Regions from separate parts of the Mus musculus genome. Here regions 1 and 2 are each linked to region 3. Evidence: chromatin contacts called from public promoter capture Hi-C data. All regions are on one chromosome and are shown on one strand. The core of a region is the stretch at or near the end of the contact, and the rest is flanking DNA. Distances in the headings are between cores, read along the strand shown. Region 1 overlaps Aadacl2fm3 (AADACL2 family member 3). Region 2 has its middle 21 kb from the start of Gm24382. Region 3 holds the start of P2ry13 (purinergic receptor P2Y, G-protein coupled 13).

Region 1 (2,700 bases), core at 48-2,547, 670 kb after region 3:
ATTTTCTTGCCATGTGTGAATGAATATGTGTGAACAGGAGAGTGTGTACCACTTTCTCACTGAAGAAGATGAATGATGTTCATGTTTCAAAGAATGAGAAAATATGAGAGTAATCATTAGACACTGGGTTTGTAAATTTATTTACCTCAAGTTACTAAAACAAAGGTGCCACTCCTTCTGCTTAAAAGCTATTAACTCATTAACACTCATACTGTTTTACAGCTACAGGATGATCCAGAATACAAAAACAAAATTAAGGCACAAACCTTGCTATATCCTGCACTACAGGCACTTGATACCTTAATGCCATCTCATAGAGAATATAAGCATGGTCCCTTTCTGACAAGGAAGGTAGCAATTAGGTTGACGTGTCTATATTTATCAGAAGATAAAGAATTGCCCAAGACAATACTGAGAAATGCTCATGTACCTCAAGAGTCAAGACATTTGTTCAAGTTTGTTAACTGGAGTGACTTCCTTCCTGAAAAGTACAAAAAGAACCATGTTTACACTGAACCAGTTCTTGGAAATCTAAATGCATCCCATCCAGGACTTGTGGATAGTAGGGCATCACCTTTGTTAGTCAACGATTCCCAGTTACAGAAATTGCCATTAACTTACATCCTCACATGTGAACATGACATCCTAAGAGATGATGGACTTATTTACGTCACACGACTCAGAAAGGTTGGAGTTCCCATCATCCATGACCATGTAGAGGATGGAATTCATGGAGCCATATCATTTTCCACAGCACCGTTTTATTTAAAATTAGGTCTGAGATTAATAGATAAGTATATAATTTGGTTAAAAGAAAATCTGTGATGGTACATGTAGCTAGTTGGTCATTTATTTAGCAATGTAACCAAAACATTATACTTTAAAATATTTTAAAATTAAAGAGTTAAACTATGACTTGAACTTTGGATAAACATAACTTAATTGGGTGTGTTAGGACAGTTACTTTGCTAATTTTCAATGCTGACAAAACTGCGATATTTGTTTCATTGTCATCTTTATTATCATGAGTTAAGATACTCTCTAAGATTTCTAATCTACTAGTTCAGTACTAAAAATTGAGATTCTGATACTTTAGATAAACTTAAAAATTATGATTAAAATTGCCAATGTTCCATTGACTGCAGCTTGCAGTTTGATTGCAAATTTAAGATCTTTAATTCACCTATATATTGTAATTAGAATAATTACAAGAGTAATCACCTTATGAAAGCACTAATTAGGCTATACAGCCATACAAAGCTCAGAGCTGCCTCAGCGGGGCTTGTGGAGTTCTTTTGTTTTGCAAACTGTGACTAAGGAAGTTCTTGGGACCTCACCCCTCCCTGTGTTCAAGGGAATTTCTTTTTAGCTAAAAGAACATTGTTGCAGATCTATCCAGATGTTGTTCTAAATAATGCTTAAATTCAGAATTTATAAAAAGTCAATCAGCTGTAGAACTTATAAAGACACTACAATCTGGCTTGCTTACTTCATATACAGTTATTATAGTTTTAAAAGTTTGTCTTTTCCTTTGCATCCTGATAATTGTAAAGGATTTGCTTCTAGTGAACTGGTGATCACGGGAAAATTTTGCCTGTAGGTGTGGCTAATATAGCTTTACATTATGTAAGAAAAATTTTTATTGTCTCTGCTTCAATACAAGAAGCTAAGAGTTTGAATCTTTCCGTGTATATTGTTTCCTAAGTGGAAAGTATTTTATTAGCTAAAGCCTCTAAAGGGAATTTTACTTCAAATCTTTGCTTTCACACAATAAGCTTTAAAGTTCTGGGGAGTAGTTGTTGCTCCATAAGATTCAGAGGCAATATCTTTTTTAATATTTAGGGCTTTAGTTATGCTAGAAAATTGTGGTACAGAAAATCTAAGAAAGAGAAATTGATTTGCTTCAAAATTTTTATTTTCAAAAGCTTCCAAGAGATGTTAATCAGCTAAGATCTCACCTTAAACTCACCACAGGGGGACTTAACCCTTTGTTAGGTGCTATCAAGTGAGATTCAAATTAACTGGTGAGAAACAAAAAAGCAGAAGAAACTTCTATGATCAATTGTTATCAGTCATGATCAATGGTAATCAAATATTAGCTGCTTATTCTAGTTATTGTTATGAGCCCACAGCAATACTTTGACAGAGAAAGCAATCAATGGCTACCCTTATTTCTGATTAATAAACAAATAAAATATGCACATGTGACTATTTAATACCTATTCAGGCTTTCTAGTTATGAAAAGGATCCACTTATTGGTACATGGCATGATCCTGAACAGAAAGTTAATATGGGGAAGAGAGGGAGTGTTTCTGTTTTTTCCACAGAATGCTTCCAATGTGACAGGCTGACCTGTGAGTTCCTGAGTGCCTTGACAGTGGTGACAAGAAAGCTGTTTTGAGCACACAGAGAAAGAGGAATCAGGGAAAGCAGCCACTTGCAAACAAGATGAAGAAACTTCCGATCTCTGCCATGGGATACAGCAAGGAGAGCTGACCTGGTGTCAACTTGGGACAACTAAAAATGATGACTCGTGAGGGAGAAGACTGCTACAGAGTATTGGACAAGATTTTATCAGAGACACTGGTTTTGGCCATTCGGGCTGTAAAAGCTTGTGTGCCTTACCTGTATGCTATATTGTTATATAGTTTTAAGAGTTCAGATCACCAATCTTGGCAAGTTTTTTCATATTCATTGTA
Region 2 (2,700 bases), core at 37-2,536, 900 kb after region 3:
ATTATTTTACTAAAAAAATATAATAGTATACTAGTATTAATTTTATTTATTCTGTTAGATAAATTGAGGAGGCTAACAAAGAACTTGTAACAACCACATTTTATCAAGAATCTAGTCTCTTTTGCATATATCAATTTGTGAATTCTCCCTTTGAACTTTATATCTTAGAGAACTAGGTTTTAAAATATAACATACTTAGTTATTCCATTCCATTTCCCTCTCCTTCAATAAATCTTGAGGGTTCAATAGTCTAATTTTGAGATATCCTATAATCTCATTTCTTCAGCTGAAATAGATAAAAAAATATTTAGTACCCTAAAAGAATGTTTTGTCTTTCAAATGATGTTCTTGCGGTAAAATGCTAAATAAGGAAGGCAAAAATAGCAGTACATGCCTTTAAATGATTGGCAGAGAACACAATGTCAGTTTAAAGTATAGAGCACTGAAGGCCTGGAGAGATGGTCCAGTGGCTTAGAACACTTAATGCTCTGAAAAAGGACTTAAGTTTGATTATTAGAACCCATATGATGTCTCACAGCCACCTGTAATTCCAGTTTCAAGGGATCTGATACCCCTGGAGGTTGTGAACCAACATATGGCAACACAGATTCATATAAAAATAAAATAAATTGCAAAATATAGAGTACTAAAGAAGCATTCTTGGGGGAGGGGTTTAACCCCCTACATGTTTGGAAGAGTATTCAAATATAGTGATCTAAATGGCTACCCAGAAATTTGAGATTATATATCTGACTGAGTGAATCCATTTCAGAAAAAATAAGTTCAAAAACTATACCAAGGTCAAATTTGCCACACTCTCTGGTGGGGTCTGCTTGACAGGCTGAAAGTCTGCAAGCACTCAACAAGGAAAAGAGTTTCAAGGAAGCTCACCTCCAGGAGTTTTGGCATTCTCGTTTAACCATATACTCATACTCTATTGCCGCATTAGCCTGGTGTATGGATCTATGAGCTCTCTTTTAATATTTTATTATAAATGCCTTTTAAGATTAAATTCTGTTATAGTGTTCCAAGGTCCCAGTAGCCTGCAAGCTTGAAATCTGAGCTTGAAATCCGGCAGGACTATAGAAAGGAAGTTACCTATTCAGTTACTAATTAAGCATTACAAAGACAGTAGCTCAGAGCTGGTCTACAAAATACTTACCAAGGACAGTAGCAATTCTCACCCAAACTAGGGAACAATAGAGCTAGGGAATCCCACTGAGACAGAGATCTTCTCTACAGCTAGGTATAGAGCTTCACATTAGAAGCAAGTTGGTATATTCTTCTTTAGACCCAGGAAATAGGGTGTTGGGGGTATTGCAGTATTCTTGATAAGGTCTGCTAGTGCAGAACCCCTGATGGTGGGTTTAACAATAGACTAGTTTACACCTGGCCCCCTTCTTTTGCAGCAGCAGCCTGATCCCCACCTTCTTTTAATGTATTCATTCCTTTTGTATTGTGTCACTGTAACTTGGTGGATTGTATTTTGCCTGGTTTCTTGTTATTTCTTTAGTATAAAAAGTTTGATGCTCGACCCGAAGGAATACATCCAGATTCTACACAATCTCTCCTGTTGGTCTGTCTGTCATTTCTTCCGACACTTTGCCCACCTGCCCCAGAGACCTGTTCCAAGCAGACAAAGGGATCCAGAGGGTCTGCGGCACAAAATTTTGGTTTTTGCATATGTAGGTAAGGAAATATTCAAATAGTTTAGATGCAGAGTGTTTGAAAGAGTCAGTTGGAAAATACATGAAGGTTCCACAGCTCATGATGGATGCTCAAAAAACATGTACCTATCTCCTGTGAAGGCACAGTATCCATGGAACATCAGAGACCAAAGGCTAGACAAGTAAGTGAATCCCATTTATCTATGGATAGTAGTATGAAGCAGCATTTTATATACATATATACATATACATACACATACACATACATATATATATATACATACAGAAGAATGTGGTCCTCAAAGCATGGAAAACTGATATCAGTATCCAGTCAACCTTTTCTAGTAACTGAATATGACTACATACATCCCCATGGTAAATACAGATATCTAAATATCCAAATAAGCCATTCCTGACATATTTCAGCAAGTGGTTTTTAAGAGTATAAGATGAAAGTCTGAGTTTAGAATGTTGGGCACCATGAGAACTCAGGCAAACTCTGAATGTCAATCTCCAGTGAAGATATTCAATGCATTCTCTAAGAAAGAGATGGGCTGGAAAGTGATGCAAAGATGAGCACAACCCTGTGATGGTTTGCCCTTTGTGGGAGAAGGTTACAAAGTCATGCTGCCATAGTAACCACCTTTCAATCATGAAAGAAATGTATGTTGGTCCAAATGGATTTTGATAGAGCGAAGGTATTATCTTTATCTGTTGTGTCTATCACATGGCTGGTGGAGTTTCATACTTAGAAGCGTGGGGCCTTTATCTGCTGACTCCACTCTTTCTTTTGGAGAAGTATTGAAGCTTCTAATTCAGTTGAGGTTAAGTGTCAAAGATTACTCTCAGGGCCTCACTGATATGACTCTTGAGAATTTGGTGGGCACTTCCTCTGATGGTGGGTAGATGTGACTGACATTTGTGACAGAAGGATGACCTGCTTCGGGGTCACTCTGAAAATCCATTTTAATCTCTACAATAGTTGTTTCTGGAAAAATAGACTCTTGAGAATCGCCCAAAGTGTTACTAGAAT
Region 3 (2,700 bases), core at 37-2,536:
AATGCAGTGGGGCAAAGCAGACAAAGAAGACAGCCATGACGATAAATACCTTCACCTCCAGCCGCTTGTGCCTGCTGTCCTTACTCCTAAACTTCCTATAGGAGTTGTACACCTTTTTGGTAATCACCGCATAAAACAGAAGCATCAGAATAAACACAGCCCAGAAAATGAACTGGCAGGTGTGACTGACCACCTGATGCCACCACAGCCCAAGGGGACTCTTCAAAGATGCACACTTCTTCACGGATGATGGCGTTGCCTCCTTGTTCAAGATCATGTTTGGCAGGGAGATGAAGAACATCAGGGACCAGACGGAAATGGAGACTGTTTTTGCGAAAGCCGTCTTTTTGACAAAGGTTTTCCTGAACGGCATGATGATCTTGAGGAACCTGTCGAAAGCGATGAGGCCCAGCATCATGATACCCACATACATCGTCTCATAGAAGACCACGGAGGAGAGCGTGCACACAAATCCTCGGAGCTGCCAGGGCGCAAGGTGTGAGTCGGAAAGGATTTTGAAAGGCAGCATGAGTGCCATTATCAAGTCTGCCACCAGAGTGTTCTTGAGGTAGACGATAAAGGTGGAATTGCTGGGGATGTGGACGAACACCCAGAGGGCCACGGTGTTCAGCAGGATGCCTGCCAGGAAGACCACAGTATAGAGAACCGGGAACAGCAGCTGTGTCATCCGAGTGTCCCTGGGGCACCGCTCAGACTTGTTGAAGCCCTGCATCCCAGTGGTGTTGATTGTCCCGAGCATCAGCTATTACACATAAACATGCACACAGAGAAAGATTACACATAAGCAGGCATACAAAGGAAGGTAAACAAAGGGTCCTTGTGGATTGGCAGATAACTACTTCTTGTAAAAACAAACTTACTATTTAACTCATTCAGCGGATTTGATTCTTTGGCTAGAGCTTTTTTGAGCACATAGCTTAGTTTTGTTGCTGTTGTTGTTTGGTTGGTTTTTGTTCAGTTTAGTTTTGTTTTATAAAGTCCTGTTAATGTCTACCCTTGTGAAGTCCAAATAGCAAGCACCAATCACTACACGGCGGTGACAGAACCTAATTTAAGATGTAAGAGTACAGGGTAGTGTGTCATGCGTTATGAAGTACCTTATGCTTGCAGCCCGTGATTACAGAATATTATATTTAGATTTCTAGAAAATTTAACCACCTTTTACCTTTTATAGCAAGCAAATTCATAAGAAAAATTAAACTGACCTTTGTTTTGGAAGAGACTCAGCTGTATGAGTTGTGGCAGTTACTAGCTCAACCCACGAATAGCTTGTGAAGTAAAGGTTCTGCTTTCTTATACTGCTTTTCCTTCCTCATTTCCCCTTGTGGGCTTCTGTAATACCCACATTTTCTAGAACCTCTTTGTCTTTAGACCTTTGGAGCATTTACCAGTAGTTATTGGTTGCGTGTTCTGAGTATTGAATCCAGTGCTGTCACCGGCTCTGCAGGCACGCCACCACGCCATATTCTTAACATGTGGTCTATTTTATTATATTAAATTATATGTGTAAGGGCGCATATGCATTCAGGTGCCCTCAGAGGCCAGAAGTGTTGGATTCCCTGGAGCTGGGGTCCAAGGTGACTGTGAGCTGCCTGGAGTGGGTGCCAGGAAAATCCCTTTAACCGCCGAACTATTTCTCTAGGCCCAGTGTTTTACTTTTTATTATTCACATTCAGCGACCTTATTGAATACTTCATATGTAATAGTAGGAGTTAAAATGATGAAGAAAATAGTATGAAATTACAATCAAGTAGGAGGAGAAGACTTGATCTGAAAATCAAATCATCTTCTGTCCCTTACAGCCTGGGCGTGCAAGAAGTTTGTATGTCTAAGGCTAGGCTTTGGTTGTTGGTTGCTTGTTTGTTTTGCTTTGTTTCCTTTCTTCAGACATTGCTGTTAGTCTTTTGATCCCTAGATCTGTGGCAGATTATGAGTCACATTTCCCAAGAAGTGGTAGCTATTATTCCTGGACCTCTGCATTATTCGGTATTATGTTTAAACAAATGTTTTAAGAGCTATATACCTCATTCTCTCATGTAGCAAGTTTGAAATCATCATCTACTTCATAGGAGTGTGGGGGAGGGGGACCGATGGACCGACCCAGGGCACATCAGTGAAAGCTAAACATGCCAGCCGCTCATTGCTTGGGTTCCTTGAATTGCCCAGTTTGAGTGGAGCTACAGTGTGGCACTTTTAGGAAGCCCTTTTGGGAAACCACCTCCATTCTTGAGACTTAGAGAAGTTTTGAATCAGGGCTGGCCTCAGATTGGTACAGTGTTTCGTTTTAAATCTCAGGGAGTGTGCAGAAAGTTACAATGTGTGACAGTCTGCTTCCCTGCCCGACAGATGAAGGGAAAGAGGAAATCAGATGATCCTGGGGAGGATGTGTGGTTCTCTATGGCAAGTTTCACTTCACCGTTCTTGCCACGCGCTTACCGTAGAGATGGACCGTCTTCAGGGTTTGGCTAACTAGTAATTCCTATATTACTTGGTTGAGAATTTGGAATCCATTGATTCCACATTTGAACATTTTAAAATGAAATGTACTGTGTTTCCAGGGAACGTTGGTTAACTCTAGGGAATAAATGGCACATTGTAAAAATTTTCTTTTTGGCTAAAATATGTTAGGATTTACTGATGTAATGCCCCTTAACTTAAATATATATCCTTTTGCTTTAT

Evidence for each region. Promoter capture Hi-C pulls out the DNA fragments that hold promoters and counts their contacts.
Region 1: a promoter capture Hi-C map of embryonic stem cells shows a contact between it and region 3, with 3 times the contacts expected there. The contact joins the enhancer-like site here to the promoter of P2ry13 in region 3. A contact is called at or near these places in 13 of 39 promoter capture datasets (the 3T3-L1 cell line, 3T3-L1-derived adipocytes, cranial neural crest and 7 more) and 1 of 9 other capture datasets (adipose tissue).
Region 2: a promoter capture Hi-C map of stem cell-derived epiblast-like cells shows a contact between it and region 3, with 5 times the contacts expected there. The contact joins the enhancer-like site here to the promoter of P2ry13 in region 3. A contact is called at or near these places in 17 of 39 promoter capture datasets (the 3T3-L1 cell line, 3T3-L1-derived adipocytes, the C10 cell line and 12 more), 1 of 15 datasets of contacts at CTCF or cohesin (the NIH/3T3 cell line), 3 of 484 Hi-C or Micro-C datasets (bone marrow-derived macrophages, uterus and ventricular fibroblasts), 1 of 115 datasets of contacts at active chromatin or transcription factors (pancreatic cancer cells) and 4 of 9 other capture datasets (adipose tissue, embryonic stem cells, liver and 1 more).

What each region holds. Positions count from the first base shown.
Region 1 is chr3:59,876,489-59,879,188 of GRCm38.p6, forward strand. Aadacl2fm3 (AADACL2 family member 3) reads left to right here. Exons shown (of 5, transcript NM_001243003.1): 5 at 223-825. The coding sequence ends at 825. Among named protein-coding and RNA genes, the nearest start is that of Aadacl2fm3, 17 kb to the left of the region's middle. Within about 2 kb of position 1,298, at least 2 of the 459 cell types and tissues checked have an H3K27ac peak or open chromatin away from gene starts, as enhancers often do. A contact at or near this core is called in embryonic stem cells and stem cell-derived epiblast-like cells, where this site is marked.
Region 2 is chr3:60,105,470-60,108,169 of GRCm38.p6, forward strand. No RefSeq gene overlaps it. Among named protein-coding and RNA genes, the nearest start is that of Gm24382, 21 kb to the right of the region's middle. Within about 2 kb of position 1,287, at least 5 of the 459 cell types and tissues checked have an H3K27ac peak or open chromatin away from gene starts, as enhancers often do. A contact at or near this core is called in embryonic stem cells and stem cell-derived epiblast-like cells, where this site is marked.
Region 3 is chr3:59,209,596-59,212,295 of GRCm38.p6, forward strand. P2ry13 (purinergic receptor P2Y, G-protein coupled 13) reads right to left here and starts at 1,287. Exons shown (of 2, transcript NM_028808.3): 1 at 1,227-1,287; 2 at 1-763. The coding sequence starts at 760. All of the region lies in intron 15 of Med12l (mediator complex subunit 12-like), which reads left to right.